Linked DNA regions of Rattus norvegicus: all the other regions are linked to region 1. A link is a contact called in public Hi-C data. All regions are on one chromosome and are shown on one strand. Each heading gives the region's core, a stretch centred on a gene start, on an enhancer-like site or on the middle of the called end of the contact. The rest is flanking DNA. Distances are from core to core; before and after follow the strand shown. Region 1 holds the start of Qtrt1 (queuine tRNA-ribosyltransferase catalytic subunit 1). Region 2 holds the start of Carm1 (coactivator-associated arginine methyltransferase 1). Region 3 holds the start of S1pr5 (sphingosine-1-phosphate receptor 5).

Evidence for each region. A called contact is a pair of places that touch in the nucleus more often than the background predicts.
Region 2: a Hi-C map of Schwann cells shows a contact between it and region 1, with 5 times the contacts expected there. The contact joins the promoter of Carm1 here to the promoter of Qtrt1 in region 1. A contact is called at or near these places in 7 of 12 Hi-C or Micro-C datasets (the Rat2 cell line, Schwann cells, frontal cortex and 4 more).
Region 3: a contact with region 1 is called in a Hi-C map of Schwann cells, with 5 times the contacts expected there. The contact joins the promoter of S1pr5 here to the promoter of Qtrt1 in region 1. A contact is called at or near these places in 4 of 12 Hi-C or Micro-C datasets (Schwann cells, kidney, mammary epithelial cells and 1 more).

The regions. Positions count from the first base shown.
Region 1 is chr8:28,241,159-28,244,195 of GRCr8, reverse strand. Qtrt1 (queuine tRNA-ribosyltransferase catalytic subunit 1) reads right to left here and starts at 1,489. Exons shown (of 10, transcript NM_022250.2): 1 at 1,235-1,489; 2 at 1,017-1,085; 3 at 787-925. The coding sequence starts at 1,477.
Region 2 is chr8:28,371,747-28,374,797 of GRCr8, reverse strand. Carm1 (coactivator-associated arginine methyltransferase 1) reads right to left here and starts at 1,428. Exons shown (of 16, transcript NM_001030041.4): 1 at 1,129-1,428. The coding sequence starts at 1,351. It overlaps C8h19orf38 (similar to human chromosome 19 open reading frame 38), which reads right to left. Exons shown (of 7, transcript NM_001109624.1): 7 at 2,994-3,051.
Region 3 is chr8:28,066,588-28,069,494 of GRCr8, reverse strand. S1pr5 (sphingosine-1-phosphate receptor 5) reads left to right here and starts at 1,626. Exons shown (of 3, transcript NM_021775.2): 1 at 1,626-1,660.

The sequences.
Region 1 (3,037 bases), core at 240-2,739:
AGTCAACTTCAGTTAAAGAGGGAGTCTAAGTCAGCATGGACTATGTAGGTCTCTGTCTCAAAAAAAAAAAAAAAAAAAAAAGATAAAATAAAACAAACTACATAGATGGAAATAAGAGACCCAAAGCATGCCTGTCTCATCTTGTTGCCACCAATATTTTATTAAACTCAATTTGTTACTAGGAACACTAACAGCTTGGTGTGGTGGCACCTGTCTAAAAGGCCAACACTCCAGAGGAAAAGCAAAAGCAGGTATACCTCTGTTTGAGGCCAGCCTGGTCTACCAGTCTACATAGAGAGTTCTAGACCAGCTGAAGCTAAACAGTGAGACCCTCTCCAAAATAACTAGCAATAAGTAAACGATAAAATACACGCACATAAACACGCACACCACATAAACACATAAAACAAACCCACAAATAAAAGGGTAACTCCGTATCCAGCACTGTGCTTACACTCCTGACATTTGTTCTCTTGTCTGGTCAAGAGATGGAGACAGCTTCTAAACAGTGTAACCCAAGCAGGCCTAGAAGTAGCGACAATTTTCTGCTAGCTAGGCAGCCGACACGTGCTTTTTGTTTTTTAATGTGTTTCCTTTGTTTGCTGTGGTGGGGATCTAGTTCAGGACTTTGGCAAGGCACTCTAATCACCTGAGGCACATGCCCAACATGGGACCTATTCTTTATTCTTATTTTCACTGGGCTAAAGAGTCCAAATTCACGTGGCATCCGAGGACCTGTCTAAGCCACAGACAACCTAAAGGGGCGGTGCCCCAGGGTTCTCTTACCCAGAGCGTTCTGGATCTCCACCGACCTCTCTGGGCTCAAAAGTGTCTCTTCTCCATCATAGGGCGAGCGGAAGCGGACGCCCTCCTCCGTCACCTCGGACAAGGAGATGAGAGACACCATCTGGAAGCCGCCGCTATCCTGGGGAGAGCCCGCCGCAAAGCTGTCAGGAGATCGAGCCTGGGGATCTCTCACCTGAACGCAGCGCCCAAGGGCGGCAATCCCAACTCACCGTCAGCAGATTGTGGGGCCAATTCATGAAACCGTGAAGACCGTGAGCTTTCTGGATCAGCTCCGGACCCTGTGATGGAGAAAAAGTTAGGCCGTAACCCGACTCCACGGCCAGGTCTGGGTGAGCCCCAGCAGTGTGCTTACTAGAATGACATTTCCTGAGGCGTGTCCCGGCAAGGCGGCCCCCTCACCGCCCACCCCCGGATCGAATCCACACACCGGCCTCAACCCCAGATGGTAGGTGTTGCCCAAGCAGATGCGGCAGCCCAGGGAGTCCAGCTGCTCCGCGGTGATACCCTTCATGGTGGCCTGTGTACCCACAGGCATGAACACAGGGGTGGCTACCGTTCCATGCGGCAGCCGCAGCTCACCGGCCCGAGCTCTGGAGCGACTGCACTCAGCGACTAGCCGCATGATTCGTGGAGCGGACTCAAGCGAACCTGGGCTGCCTACCGCCGCCATTTTCAGTTCCGGAACCACGTGGGCTGACACCACAGTGGACAGAGCCATGTTGCCCGGAATCACGTGATCTGGGAGGTATCAGGAACCATGGCAACTGACGCCTACACCCTCCACACTGGATGTACTACTTCCAGATCCCATTGCTGACACTTTCCCTCTATAACGAAAACGGTTCTAAAGCCCAGTGCCATTGCTCAGTGAGTGAAGATACACGGCGCCAAGCCCGATGACCTGAGTTTCTGGGATCTACAAGACAGCCATTCAAATTCGTATGGGCGGACATACAATAAATGTATTTTAAAACACTTCAAGACATGTTTTTCTGTTGTATAAAATACAACAGTCCAATATGCTCCCAAGATTTGGGAGGCTGAGGCAAAAGGATTGTGTGGAGTTAGAGATCAACACAGCACAGTGAGTTTCCTGCCAGCTTGGGTTACAGAGAGATCCCATCTCACAAAAAGAAAAAAAAAAAAAGATTGAACAGAGCAGGTTATTGCACTCCTTTGAGTTTGGGGCTAGTCTACACTGCCTTGCAAGCTCCAGGACTGTTAAGGCTATATTATAGGCTACCTCCAAAACAAAACATGGCATTGTAGGGCGCTACTGCAATCCCACAGCCAGGAAGTAAAGATGAGTGTCAAAATTTCAAAACCATCCTCTACCATATAGTGATTTCAAGGCTTGCCTCAAAAAGTGTGTGTGTACTGGAGAGATGGCTGGGCAGTTAAGAGCACTGAATGCTCTTCCAGAGGAAATGGATTCAAATCCCCAGCAACCACGTGGAAGCTCACAACTGTCTGTAATGCCAAGATCTGACACCCTCACATGAACACACGTGCAGGCAAAACACCGATGCACGTAAAATTATTTTAAAAAAAATCAAAATAAGGACTAATGAGTTAGCAGGTAAGAGCATGTCCCCAGAGGACATCGGATACCTAGCACACACAGCCCCCTGTAACTCCAGTTCCAGGGGATCTGATGTCCTCCTTTGATCAGGCAGGTACACACACATTCAGGCAAAATACTTACATACACATAATAAATCTTTATAAACAAGCGCTTCCTGCCTGGCATGCACAAGGCTCTGGGTTGAGTCCTCTGCACACATACTCACATACACACGGCAGAAAGATAGATGTATTTGTGTCTTCATACATGTAGTCCCTAACACCAGTCTCTGTCATTCTGTGTTCATTCAAGGACCCAGCATGTAGTCTCAGTCATTTTTTGTCAAAGGATTCCTATCATTACAAAAGAAACCTAAAGCCCAGAACCTGGACCCTCACAATTATTCAATGGTGTGTGTGTGTGTGTGTGTGTGTGTGTGTGTGTGTGTGTGTGTGTACACTCATGTGTCCCCGGTGCACTGAACAGAGATAAAGTCAAGTGATTTACTGTCAATGTAAACTATATCTGTCACCTCTGCCGGCAGAGGGCACCATTGTCCCACATTTCCAAAGAGTTGCTATACAGAACCTGCTATTCATGGGCAAAGGTACTGGGTAGACCCTTAATAGTCTCTTGCCCTGTGATAAAGGGTAAATGATACCAATT
Region 2 (3,051 bases), core at 179-2,678, 130 kb before region 1:
CTGGCTTGCTTAGGGGTCTGAAGTCCTAAAGAGTTTCTTTCCTTACTCTGTGAAATTCCCCTTTCTCTCATGTGGTCAGAGGCCCAGGCTCTGCCCAAGCCCCCAAAAGTGCCCCACACTTGGGAATCAGACACTTCTTTCTCCTGTGTTACAAAGTCAAGGCATAAAGAGGAGAACCAGTGTGAACAGACTGCTACACACATTTCCCTTCCCACCACCCCATTACCAAGGAGAGGAAAAATTCCCACAGGTCAAAATTGATCCAGTCTTCCTTGGTGGCCCCTTAAGAGCATCAGTGAACGAAACCCTGGGAGACAAAGACCAATGAAACACAAGAGCAAATCCGTCTGAGGAATCCGTCACAAGAAAGAGTAACAAGAAAAGAATAAAAGCTGGAGGGGTGCGCTTCCAAAACACACTAGTGATTTCCCCCCTTATTTTCCCCACTGAAATGTCAGTTTTTGAAGCAGCTTCCAGTAATGTCACCAGCTTCTCACGTTCTTAAAAAAGACAGGAGGCGCGTGGCGAGGGAGGTGGCTTGTTACCTCTTGACTTCTAAAGCCGGCCATCAGCAAGCCGGCCTTCCTCTCTTCCACGTTTCCATGGGGGATGGGCTTGGGAATCTCTATCAGGAAGGGCTCTGTCCTGAGTCCTAAAGTTTACCCACCCTGGTGGGTGTGTGGGTGGGGGATCCCGAATCCCAAGTCCTCCTCCACAAGGGCGGCACCCAGTCTTCCCGGTGTTACACACTGAAAGCCACTTTTCAAATGTCCGTGTAGAGGATGTCCCCTGAGATGAGATCCACAAACCACACCCGCTAAAGAGCCCTCCCAATCACTCCCCCTCTCCAGTCCCCTCTCCAGTCCCCCCAGAATCCTCGGGGCCCCACTTCCTGCCACGCGCCCCCACCCCCACCCGCTGCAAATCTCAGGCCCGCGACTCTTGTTTCCCGCGCCCCTCTTCGGGCTCCAAGGTCCCCGCGCACACCCTCTCTGCCATCTCACCCGCGGGCAGCGGGAGCCGCGTGTACAAGATCGGCCCGAGTACCCCCCCCCGCCTCCCCCCTCCCCAGGCGCCCGCGCTGCCGGCCTCGTGCGCCGCCGTCCCCAGGGTGTCCCCAGCACTCACGGCTGTAGAGGGCGATGCCCGCCGCGTCTGGTCCGGCGCGCACCTCGAGGCGCAGCGCCTGCTGCTCCGCGTGCCGCTGGATCTCGCCGTTCGCGTCGCCGATAGTGAGGAGGCGGGCGCCGGGGAACACCGACACTGTCGCGCAGGGCCCCGCGCCGCCCGGGCCCGCCACCCCAGCGCTCCCCGCACCCGGCCCCACCGCCGTCGCTGCCGCCGCTGCCATCTTAGGTCCGGCTCCAGGCCCCGCTGCCACCACCGCCACCGCCACCGCCGCACCCGGGCCCAGGCCGCCGCCGCCGCCGCCGCCGCCGCGCAGGCCGAGGCCGAGGCCGAGCCTGGCAGCGCGCCGCCTGCCGGCCACGCGACGCCTCGCCGCCGCCGCCGCCACGGGCCGGCTCGGTGGCGCAGCGCCCCCTCCTGGCGCCTGAGGGAGCCGGACGAGCGCAAGCACGACGGGGGTGGGGCCGGCCCCACCCCGCGGGAACGGTCGCTGCTTTGTGAGGTGGCTTAGCCGCCCCGGCACGCCGGGTGAAGGCGCCTACGTCGGGAGGCGGTGCTTCGTCCTATGACACGCCCCTAGGGGTGCTAAGCTCCGCCCCGAGGCCGCGTTTTGCGAACAGAGGCGCTTTGTGCCACAGCGAACAGTCCTGGAGGGCTGGGCAGGGCATGCGTCAGGAGGCGGTGCTTAGCCTTCCGGGCACGCCCCCAGAATGATCAGGTGGCCCCACCCCACCCCCATCTCCAGGCTGGCGACCCGTGAACCACAGCGCTTTGTACCACCTGGTGTTTCAGGAGGCGGTCCTTGGCCTCTCGGACACGCCTCTGGGGCCAGACCCGCCCTCAGGCCGGCAGCACGCGAACGACCATGCTTTGTGCCACTGTGAGGGTAGCTCAAGAAAGGCGGAGGGGCGTGAGTCTGAGAACTAAAAGGAAACGCCTCCTCGAGGGCTGAGCTCCGCCCCTAGGCCAGCGTACTGCGTACTACCCTAATACGCATGGGAGTGAGGCATTCTCCAGAAGGAGGCGCTCTGCTACTTTATAAACTGGGGCTGGCTCCGCCCCAGAAGGGACGGTTATTAGCCAAATACTGGCGGAGCTCTGCATCTACGAACCCTCCCTCGGAGAGGTCGGATAGCCAGTGTCCCGCGAAGAACCTCTCCTGAGCCTAAAGGAAAGAGAACTGTTTCCAAACCAGGGTGATTCGGCCACGCCCCCAAGTTAAGGTTCCGCCTTGTAAGTTCCCAGGTAAGCTCTGCCTTGCTTTCTTCCCACTGGTAAGGAAAGACCCTGGATAGGTGGGGACAGGCTTGCAAGGCTTGCCGTGGCCCCTCCCCGTGCTGCTCTAGTGTAAAGGCTTTTCAAGCCGCACTCCAGACCTTGGTCTTCCGACTGAACTTCAAGGACATTCTTCAGCTTCTCCTCTAGGACCTCTCCTTTTCTCCATTTAACTCTCAGGAACTCTCAGATCCCCCAGTAGTGGCTAGTCACTGTGTTCAATAGTGCTATCCGCCGTTCACTTTTACTGGGCCCTCTCAGACCGCTAATTTACTGATCCTCTCCTGAGCCTCGGAAGGACTTGCAAAGATCCAACCCTTTCCCAAGTCATCCCTCCCATCTAATGGTGCAAGCACATAATCTCAGGCGGCCTGAGCCACAAAGTGAAACTGCCATTTTAAGACTACCCTATCAGGCAGTAGTGACACATACCTTTAATCCCAGCGCTCAAGAGGCAGAGGCAGGTGACCTCTGAGTTCCAGGCCAACATAATCTACAGAGCGAGTTCTAGGACAGCCAAGGCTACACAGAACAGCCCTGTCTCAAAAATTCAAACAAAACAAACAAAAAACATAGCAAAGTCAGGAGTTGTGGCAGGTACTTTAATCCCAACACTCTGGAGGCAGAGGCAGGTGGATCTCTATTGTG
Region 3 (2,907 bases), core at 377-2,876, 170 kb after region 1:
CCCACAGCTGGCCAGATGGGGCTGGAGTGACCCTGGGCAAAGGGTACAGCCCCCAGGAAGATCATTAAAACAGTCACCAGAAACCAGACTGTGGGCACAGGTCTGAGGTTGGAAGAGCTGGACCCTGGCAGGAATCTCTTGGGAATTAAAGGGGCAGATAAGGGAGGAGGGCGGGTAGTGCTAGCTGAGACTGACCTGCTGGAGGAGTGGCCTGGGAGAGGGGTAGGAGAGTGACACAGACAGCATGGAAGAGAGACACACTCAAAGAGACAGGGAGAAACCACGAGGCTCTGAGAGGAGCCACAAAGATGGATCACTGCATAAAGCACACTCGTGACCTGAGTTAGTCCTGGGGACCCACATGGGGGGGGGGACCAACTTTGACAAGTTGTCCTCTGATCTCCATATACATGACATAGTACACACACGCATGCACATACACAGATACATAAATAAGCGTAATTTTAAGAAAAAATTAAAGCTAGGAATGGTGGTGCACGCCTTTAATTCCAGCATTCAGGAGGAAAAGGCAGGCAGATCTGAGGCCAGCTACAGCGCGAGTTCCAGGACAACCAGGACTACACAGAGAAATCCTGTCTCCAAAAAGAAGGGGGGGGAGGGGAGGAGGGGGAGGAGGAGGGGAGGAGGGGGAAGAGGGGGAAGAGGAGGAGGAGGAAGAAGAAAGGAAGGAAGGAAAGAAAGAAAGAAGGAACGAAAGAAAATTTAAAGAGACCCAGGGGACAGAGATATAGCAGACATCCATTTATCATTTATTACCTTACTCATTCAGAAGTGTTTATTGGCCATAATCTGTGCCCAAGACAGCCTCAAATCCCTGACGCCAGAAACACAAGTGTTAAATTTCATGGTTTAGATCCTAAAGGTTGAAAGAAGTGGGGTGGAGACAGAGAAGCCATAGGGCGGGAGGAATCAGATCCTACTTATTTGGGGACCGGGAAGTTCCCTCCACCTCCACTATCCCTCTTGTACCCGCCCCTTCCCCCTCTTGCCTAGCAGAATGAACGGAAAGTGGGGAAGGGCCCCCGTGCTGCGGAGCAGAGGAGACCTGTCCCCACCTGGTGAGGACCAGAAGACTCCAGCAGCAGCGCCAATTAAAAGTAACTCGTGGGGTTGGGGATTTAGCTCAGTGGTAGAGCGCTTGCCTAGGAAGCGCAAGGCCCTGGGTTCGGTCCCCAGCTCCGAAAAAAAAGAACCAAAAAAAAAAAAAAAAAAAGTATCTCGTAAATTGAGCCCAGGTACTGAGCCCTTAAGGTGTCTTTGGGATGCAGGCTCAGGGGTCCAGACAGCAGGAGACAGACAGGACCCCTTATCTGGAGTAGGAGAGTGGTTCATCTAGAAAAGCCCTCTCTTTCCTGCGATTCTGAGCCCTCCCACCTCGAGTGTCCCGGGGAGGGGATCCGAGGGAGAAGCTAGGACTTGTTGGTACCAGTCGCCGCTGAGGCGCTCTCCGGTGCCGCGGCGGGTGGCACAGGCTGGCAATCCGGGGCTGGAAGAAGGAGGGGGCAATTGCGGGCGTTCGCCAGCACTCGGCGTCGCGGGCCCGCCCTTAGACCTGCCACTTCCAGCCCCGCCCCCGTTGCATCCGTCCAGTGTTCCCAGGCGCACCGCCTAGGGCGCACGACCGGACCTAGGCGCAAGGGTGAGTGTCCAGCACTAGGGGAACTTGCGGCAAGTGGGACGGCTCCTTGGAGCGACTGCAGAGCTGAAAAGGCACAGCGCTCCTTGCTGGGGTTTCTAGATCCTTTATGGAACCTCCCCAGCAGAGAAAACAGAAAACTCCAGGGGTAATCGCAGGCCCCTGCCTGAAGGGAGTGGGGCCCCCAGGAACCCTCCAGCTTAGCCTGACTGGGCTCCTTCAAGCTTTTCCTAGTATCATTCTCATTTCCGGGCATGTCAGGTCACTGCGGGTGTTGGTATAAAAGTCCCATCTACCCTCTCCTGAGTGAACCGAGCAGAGAAAGCTGTTTAACCTGTATCTCTGTATTTGATGCCTCTCCTGCATTCAAAGTGGTTCAGTACTCCAAGTCTATCTGTGCTACTCTGAAACTGTCTGGAACGCCCCCCCCCCCGTTTGCCTTCCAGGCAAATCTGTTTCTTTGAAGCAGGGTCGGGGAACTGTGGTATTGTTTTTGTGGGGTCGTCTTTGTATAAGAGATGGACATCTGTGAGTCTACCTCTATGTAAGGCATCTCTCTGGAGCCTCATTCTGTTCGTCTGTAAAATGGGACTAAGAGGGCCTCAGGATTTGGGTCAGTTTGTAGAAGGCTTGCCTAGTATGCAGAAAGCCTAGGGATTTATGTCCAGATAAACTGAGTGGTGACATGTTCCTGTGACCTCCAAACTCAGGAGGTAAGGCAGGAGGATCAGAAATGCAATATAATTTTCTGCTACATAGTACCCAGCCTGGGGTACCTGAGGCTTTTTTTTTTTAAAGTGTGTCCAAAACTTCTATGAAGAGCATGGTGATGTGTGTGTGTCTTTAATCCCAGCACTTGGGAGGCAGAAACAGTTGAATATCTGTAACTTTCAGGTCAGCCTGGTCAATATAGACCCAGGTCAGCAGGGCTGCAAATGAAGACTGTCTCAAAAACAATTTATTTTAAAATCTCATTTACTTGTGTGTGTGTGTGTGTGTGTGTGTGTGTGTGTGTGTGTGTGTGTGTGTGGTGGATGGGTGGGTGGGACTGTGAATATATGTGTGCCACAAACACCATGAACATGGAGGTCTGAGGACAGCCTGTGAGGATTGGGTTCTCTCTTTATATTGTGTGGGTTCCAGACTTGAGTGGGCACTCCCTTTCCCACTGAGCCATCTTGCCAGGAACCTGTTTTTGTTTATCTGTAAATTGGAACTAAGTGAAGAATTGCTGAGAGGATTAAAGGGTA